Regions from separate parts of the Mus musculus genome. Here region 2 is linked to region 1. Evidence: chromatin contacts called from public promoter capture Hi-C data. All regions are on one chromosome and are shown on one strand. The core of a region is the stretch at or near the end of the contact, and the rest is flanking DNA. Distances in the headings are between cores, read along the strand shown.

Region 1 (2,842 bases), core at 184-2,683:
CCCTCTGCATCCTCCCTTAATATAGACCTCTGTGTCGGTTTGGCCATGGCCACTTGAGGGCTGACAGGCGCGGAATGAGGAAAGGATGACTGGGGTCACAGCTGGAAGCATTCCACATCCTCCTGTTACTGTCCCTCAGGAAGGCCCTCCCGCGTGGTCACACAGTTATGAGGAAGAAGACGCCAGTTCTGGCTCAGGCCCAGGATGGACAGCTCTGGTTTCCTGCTTGGCTCTGGTCCCCTGAGGCAGGTGCAGGGTAAGAACTGAGCAGGACTACTGACGCTCCCTACGATGCCTGTCAGACTCAGGATGGACAGGGTACAGCCAGTGGTCCCAGGGATAAGAGGTCAGGGGTCAGGTGCGGCCAGCTTCCAGCATCTCCTAAGCTGCACCACCCAGCTCCCTCTTGGATTTTATGGGAGTGCTTTTAGAAGCACGGGGAAGACTGTGCCCCACACAGCCCCCCTATATTCAAGTCTGTAAAAGCCACAGGCCAAGCCCATAACCCTGTGATCTGGGCAGCAGTAATCAGGTCTCCAATTCCGTCAAAGGCAGTTGAAGCTAGACCACCCTGAGCTCCCTGCACAGAAGGGAAGAGCATCATGCCCTGAGCGAGAGTCAGCAGGGAACATAGGATCCCTGGCATACCCTGCTACACAGGTGTGTCCCTGCACATGTAGTCCTGGATGTGAGCATCACATGGTTGCCTAGCATACCATATGAGGCTGCTCTTTCCAAACCAAGTGGACGAGGCACACCAGGGTATCTGTCTCAGCATTGTCATCCCTGCTGAGGGTCAAGGTGTCCCAGCTTATGTGTGCCACTTAGGTCCTCCCTGCCGCCTCCCCAGCCCATGACTCAGGGGCAGACACAGGACAGTGTCAAGCTCAGGGCCACACACAAGGATAGGAACTGTGTGGCCAGGGGGATAGGACAGGCTGCTGCTGCATGCTACAGGGGGCCGTATTGCTCCTGGCAGCAGGAATCAGAGATGCAGTAACTGGATCCTGAAGAGGATCTGGCGGGCCACTGAGGGTGGAGGGCTGCGATCAGGTTGCCAGTCTGCTGTGAGTTTTCCACTGGGCTGCCTTTTCTACCTTGGAAAAGAGCTGGGCTGGAAGCAGGGTCTCAGGTGGGGACTGGGAAGCCCTGAAGCAATTGGCAGTAAGAAGAGAGACTAAGAACCGTGGAATCTACAGTTTATAGGGCATAGGACCCAGGCAGCCATGGGTGAGGACAAGGAGGTGGTCAGCCTCGCTTTTGTCCTGCTGGACATTGACTCTGGACTTGGTGCATCCAGGAGCCACTGAAATCCAAGCTGGGGCTAAGGCAAGTTGGCTACTGCTTCTAAGCCGGTGCACTTCTGATCCGCCCCTCTCACCCGCCCTCGGCTGCCCGCTGGCCATGTAAGATCTGCCTGGGTGGCCGAGGCCACAAGACAGAGGGAGGCAGCATTGGAGCAGGTAGCGTCCATGTCGCTGGCTAGGCTTGGGAGCCAAGGGTCAGATAAACAGATCTGGGCCTCAGGGGGGGCTACAGGCCCCCTGAACAGAACACTTAGAGAGAGTTCCTTCCCAGGCCCCTGAAGCAACGTGGCTAGCCTCAAAGATGCCAACCAACGGTCTGCACCAGGTGCTGAAGATCCAGTTTGGCCTTGTTAACGATGCCGACCGCTACCTGACTGCAGAGAGCTTTGGCTTCAAGGTCAACGCCTCCGCAGCCAGCCTCAAGAGGAAGCAGATCTGGGTCCTGGAGCCTGACCCGGGGCAGGGCACTGCCGTGCTGTTCCGAAGCAGTCACCTAGGCCGCTACCTGTCAGCAGAAGAAGATGGACGTGTGGCCTGTGAGATGGATCAGCCGGGCCGTGACTGCCGCTTCCTGGTCTTGCCGCAGCCTGATGGGCGCTGGGTGCTGCAGTCAGAGCCACACGGCCGCTTCTTCGGTGGCATTGAGGACCGACTGTCCTGCTTTGCCACGGCCATTTCCCCGGCAGAGCTGTGGACTGTGCACCTGGCCATCCACCCACAGGCTCATTTGCTGAGTGTGAGCCGTCGGCGCTACGTGCACCTGTGCCTTCAGGAAGATGAGATGGCAGCAGACGGTGACATGCCATGGGGTGTGGACGCACTAGTCACCCTCATTTTCCAGAGCAGGCGGTACTGCCTCAAGTCTTATGACAGCCGCTACCTTCGCAGCGATGGCCGCCTTGTCTGGGAACCTGAAGCCCATGCCTGCTACACGCTGGAGTTCAAGGCAGGCAAGCTGGCCTTCAAGGACTGTGACGGCCGGTACCTGGCACCTGTGGGGCCTGCTGGCACACTCAAGGCTGGTCGCAACACGAGGCCCAGCAAGGATGAACTCTTCGACCTGGAGCAAAGTCACCCACAGGTGGTGCTGGTAGCTGCCAACCGGCGCTACATCTCTGTGAGGCAAGGTAGGGTAGGGCAGCTGATATTGTGTAGTGTGTGCACGTATGCAGAGACCTGCCACATGCTGGGGTGGAGGGCGCTATTTACTGGAGATGGGTGTCTCTACACACAGTGTAAGTGGGGCTGCTGGCTTCAGGAGTCCTCGTCACTCTCCAGACATCTGGAGAGTATCAGCCAAATGTGGTGCCTGCTAGACTGCAGCTGCCTCGAAGATTGGAGAGGTGTAGCAGCGTAGCGAGGCAGAATCTGGGGGCAATAGGAGGGTGGGAAGCAGGCTGGGGACTGATACACCTTTGCTCTCATACCACCCACTTTCTCATCTTTGGGGGAGATGAGGGACAAGGGCAGGGCAAAGTGCTTGACCATTGGGAACCTTGTGGGACCCCCCCGCCCAAGAATGAGACTTTACTGTT
Region 2 (2,842 bases), core at 117-2,616, 680 kb after region 1:
TGCCAGCTGGAGGGAGCTTATGGTGATGGTCAGGTTCTTCTGGGAACCAGAGAAATTAATTCGGCCTGAGAAGGTCCTGTCTACTGTGGGCTCCTGCCGGTCTTCAAAGTAAATCACATTGTAAGCCTGAGGCCAGATCTTCTTCATTAAGATCCCTTCCAGGTGCCCTCTTGTAGAGCAGGTGATGTTGACAGAATCCCCCTCAGAGGCAATCGTGAGTCGGGGGGACTGGTGTACGTCTGTGAAGAACCAGCCAGTTAGCACCAAGCTGGCGCACAGCACACGGTGACTCAAACACGCTAACACGTATCTCAGAGGCTCCACAGATCCTACATTCATGTATGTCCTTGCACACTCTTGAGCATCTCTCACAGCACCCGCACCCGCATGCTCACACATGCTGTCTCATTTTGCTGTGCACAGGGGCTGCACTCTCTACACCTCCAGGTTTCTTTCTCCCATTTTGTATTCCTGTGAGATGCCTCCTCCATCACACCCCTCTCTGCAGAAATGCTATAGGAACTTGGCAACTTTGTTGCATCTCAACACAAGGACTTCCCTTTTGACTACTCCCCACCCTGGCTGTACTCTTTCTTTCTCTTTTAAGTGAGTCAGTCACTCCCAGACAGCCATAGTCCTATCTCCTCTTTGCCTACTCTTTCCGATGCTGGTTTCTTCATCACCCTCCTTCCCCCCATCATTTCTAGGCATCCAGAGCCTGTGGCTCTGCGCAAGGGGCACATGTTGACTTGTTCATGGGATACTCACTCTTTCAGATTCCAGCCCCGTTTGCCGTGCCTGGCACCCACACCACCCACTTTCCTGTAGGCAAGACTGAGTACAAACCTCAGCATCTCACAGAATGAACACTATGCTGGTTTTGCACAAGAATTGTGCCTGGGAGCCTGAGCCTCCCATAATCTTATTGTAGATCTTTTACACCTTACCACAAGACTTCCCACAGACAGCTGCTCTGAAAGGGAACTGAAGAACACAGTTCTCACAAGCACCAAGGGTAGATGTTAGTCCTGTAAACTAAAGCTTTCAAGTCTCTGCTTTTCCACGGAGCTGGGACTATTCCAGGTCTAAGACTAAGACTTGGGGAAGTCAAGTCAGGGCCAACCCTTCCCCAGGTGGGTGTGTGAGATGCTCTCTGGGAGCCCTGCTACAGGGATGCTTACCTTGGGCATCCAGGGGGCCAGGCAGGATTCCGGCCAGTGTAAGCAGCAAAGCCAGCACTGCCTGCTGAGTCATGACGCCCAAATCCAGGTGATCTGAGCCAAATCAGCCACTCTGGCTACAACACATTACTGAGCACTGTGAAAGTTCACACCAAAAACCCTGAGAGGAAGAAACAGGGGTGTGGCAGTTCAATGCGATTGGTGGTGAAGCTCCGAGGGAGGGCTTCCTGAAGATGAAGGTGGAGCTTGGTGGGCAGGGAACACAACAAGCCAGGTGGAGGAAGCCACCTGACCCCAACTGTCCTCCCTGGCTGGTTGGCTGGCCCACATCTTTATCATCTTTAACCAAGAGTCTCCACAGGAGACGTCAAGAGGAAGAAGAAATAAGAACTAGTCCTGTAACCTGGAAGAAAAATTAGAGGGACTTAAAGGTTTAGAGGCCGGGAGGGAGTTGAAGTTTCCTCTGGTCTTTTGTGTCATTTTCTGCTGGGATGTGTTCAGGTCTGTGGTCTCACCTGTTGTCTGGACACACTGGGGTTTCAGCCTGACACAGCATACCCAGTAGCCTTGGCTGTGGTTGCCTTGGCGGCCTGGGTGATCCTTCCTTAGAAGCATGATTGAGCCAGATCTGCTAGGCCAAAGGGCGGCTAGGAGCCCCTTCAATAGCAATCTGCCTTCTGGGACAAAACCGAGGGCCCTGTGTCTGGTTCCCAGGTTGGGGGAGAGCTAGGACTCTTGTCAACCATGAGTTTTATTGCTGGTACCAGAGCCAGTGTGTCACACTGAGGGGTGAGTTTGTGTGTGTGTGTGTGTACAGTGTCACATAGGGACTCAAAGCAGTTCCTCCGGGGTCCTACTCTAAGGGGGAAGATGCTCCCCCTGTAGGTGGGTTTGGAATGCTATGGTGTAGACAGGGGTGCCATGCGGGGTACTTGAGGGCACATGGGAGAGGGACTCAGGTAAAGGAAGGTCAAAGTTGGAAGATTTTAGGAACAAAGGGTTGGGGAGGGACAGGTCACCTGTGGTAACACAGGGACAGCAGGTATGGAACTGTGCAGCCTGAGAATATTGGAGAGAAATACGAGGGGAGCTGGGTCAGGTGGGCAGTAAAGAAATCAGCACCTAGCCCCCAGGGGAGAAGTTCATGGAAAGACAGACTTTACAGGGAAGTAAGAACAGTCAAAGACCTAGACCTAGTCTCCTTCCTAGGATGCCCGTGGCCACACCAGGGGCACATGGACTGGAGTGCTGCCACCTCTGCAGGGCTGACCTTGATGTGGTCTTCGTGCATCGACACTTTTGACTGTTTGGGGCACCATGCCTCAAGTTTCAGAGATCATAGACACACAGGGCCCTATGGGCTGTGCCTAAGGGCTCCAGGGCTCCAGGAGGAGGTGATGACCCAAACCCCAGTGCATTTATTTTGATTGAAGAGGCACAGACTCTGTGCATCTGGGTGCTGGGCGGTAGCATCAGATGCACTGTGGTTGTGACTCTGGAGGCCACTGTCATCAGGCAGGGTCTTCTCCACTGGGCCATCTCTCCAGCTCACCAGGCAGCGTCTTTAGCTCGGGGCTTCATTTTCAGGTCTCAGCTCGAGTGGTTTTTGTTGTTGTTGCTGTTTTGTGAGATAAGGTTTCTCTGTGTAGCCCAGGCTATCC

What was found. Promoter capture Hi-C pulls out the DNA fragments that hold promoters and counts their contacts.
Region 2: a contact with region 1 is called in a promoter capture Hi-C map of stem cell-derived epiblast-like cells, with 2.8 times the contacts expected there. The contact joins the promoter of Cd7 here to the promoter of Fscn2 in region 1. A contact is called at or near these places in 2 of 39 promoter capture datasets (pre-B cells and stem cell-derived epiblast-like cells) and 1 of 115 datasets of contacts at active chromatin or transcription factors (memory CD8 T cells).

Annotation. Positions count from the first base shown.
Region 1 is chr11:120,360,101-120,362,942 of GRCm38.p6, forward strand. Fscn2 (fascin actin-bundling protein 2) reads left to right here and starts at 1,434. Exons shown (of 5, transcript NM_172802.4): 1 at 1,434-2,434. The coding sequence starts at 1,609.
Region 2 is chr11:121,038,112-121,040,953 of GRCm38.p6, forward strand. Cd7 (CD7 antigen) reads right to left here and starts at 1,367. Exons shown (of 4, transcript NM_009854.2): 1 at 1,182-1,367; 2 at 1-239. The coding sequence starts at 1,254. All of the region lies in intron 1 of Gm11775 (a long non-coding RNA gene), which reads left to right.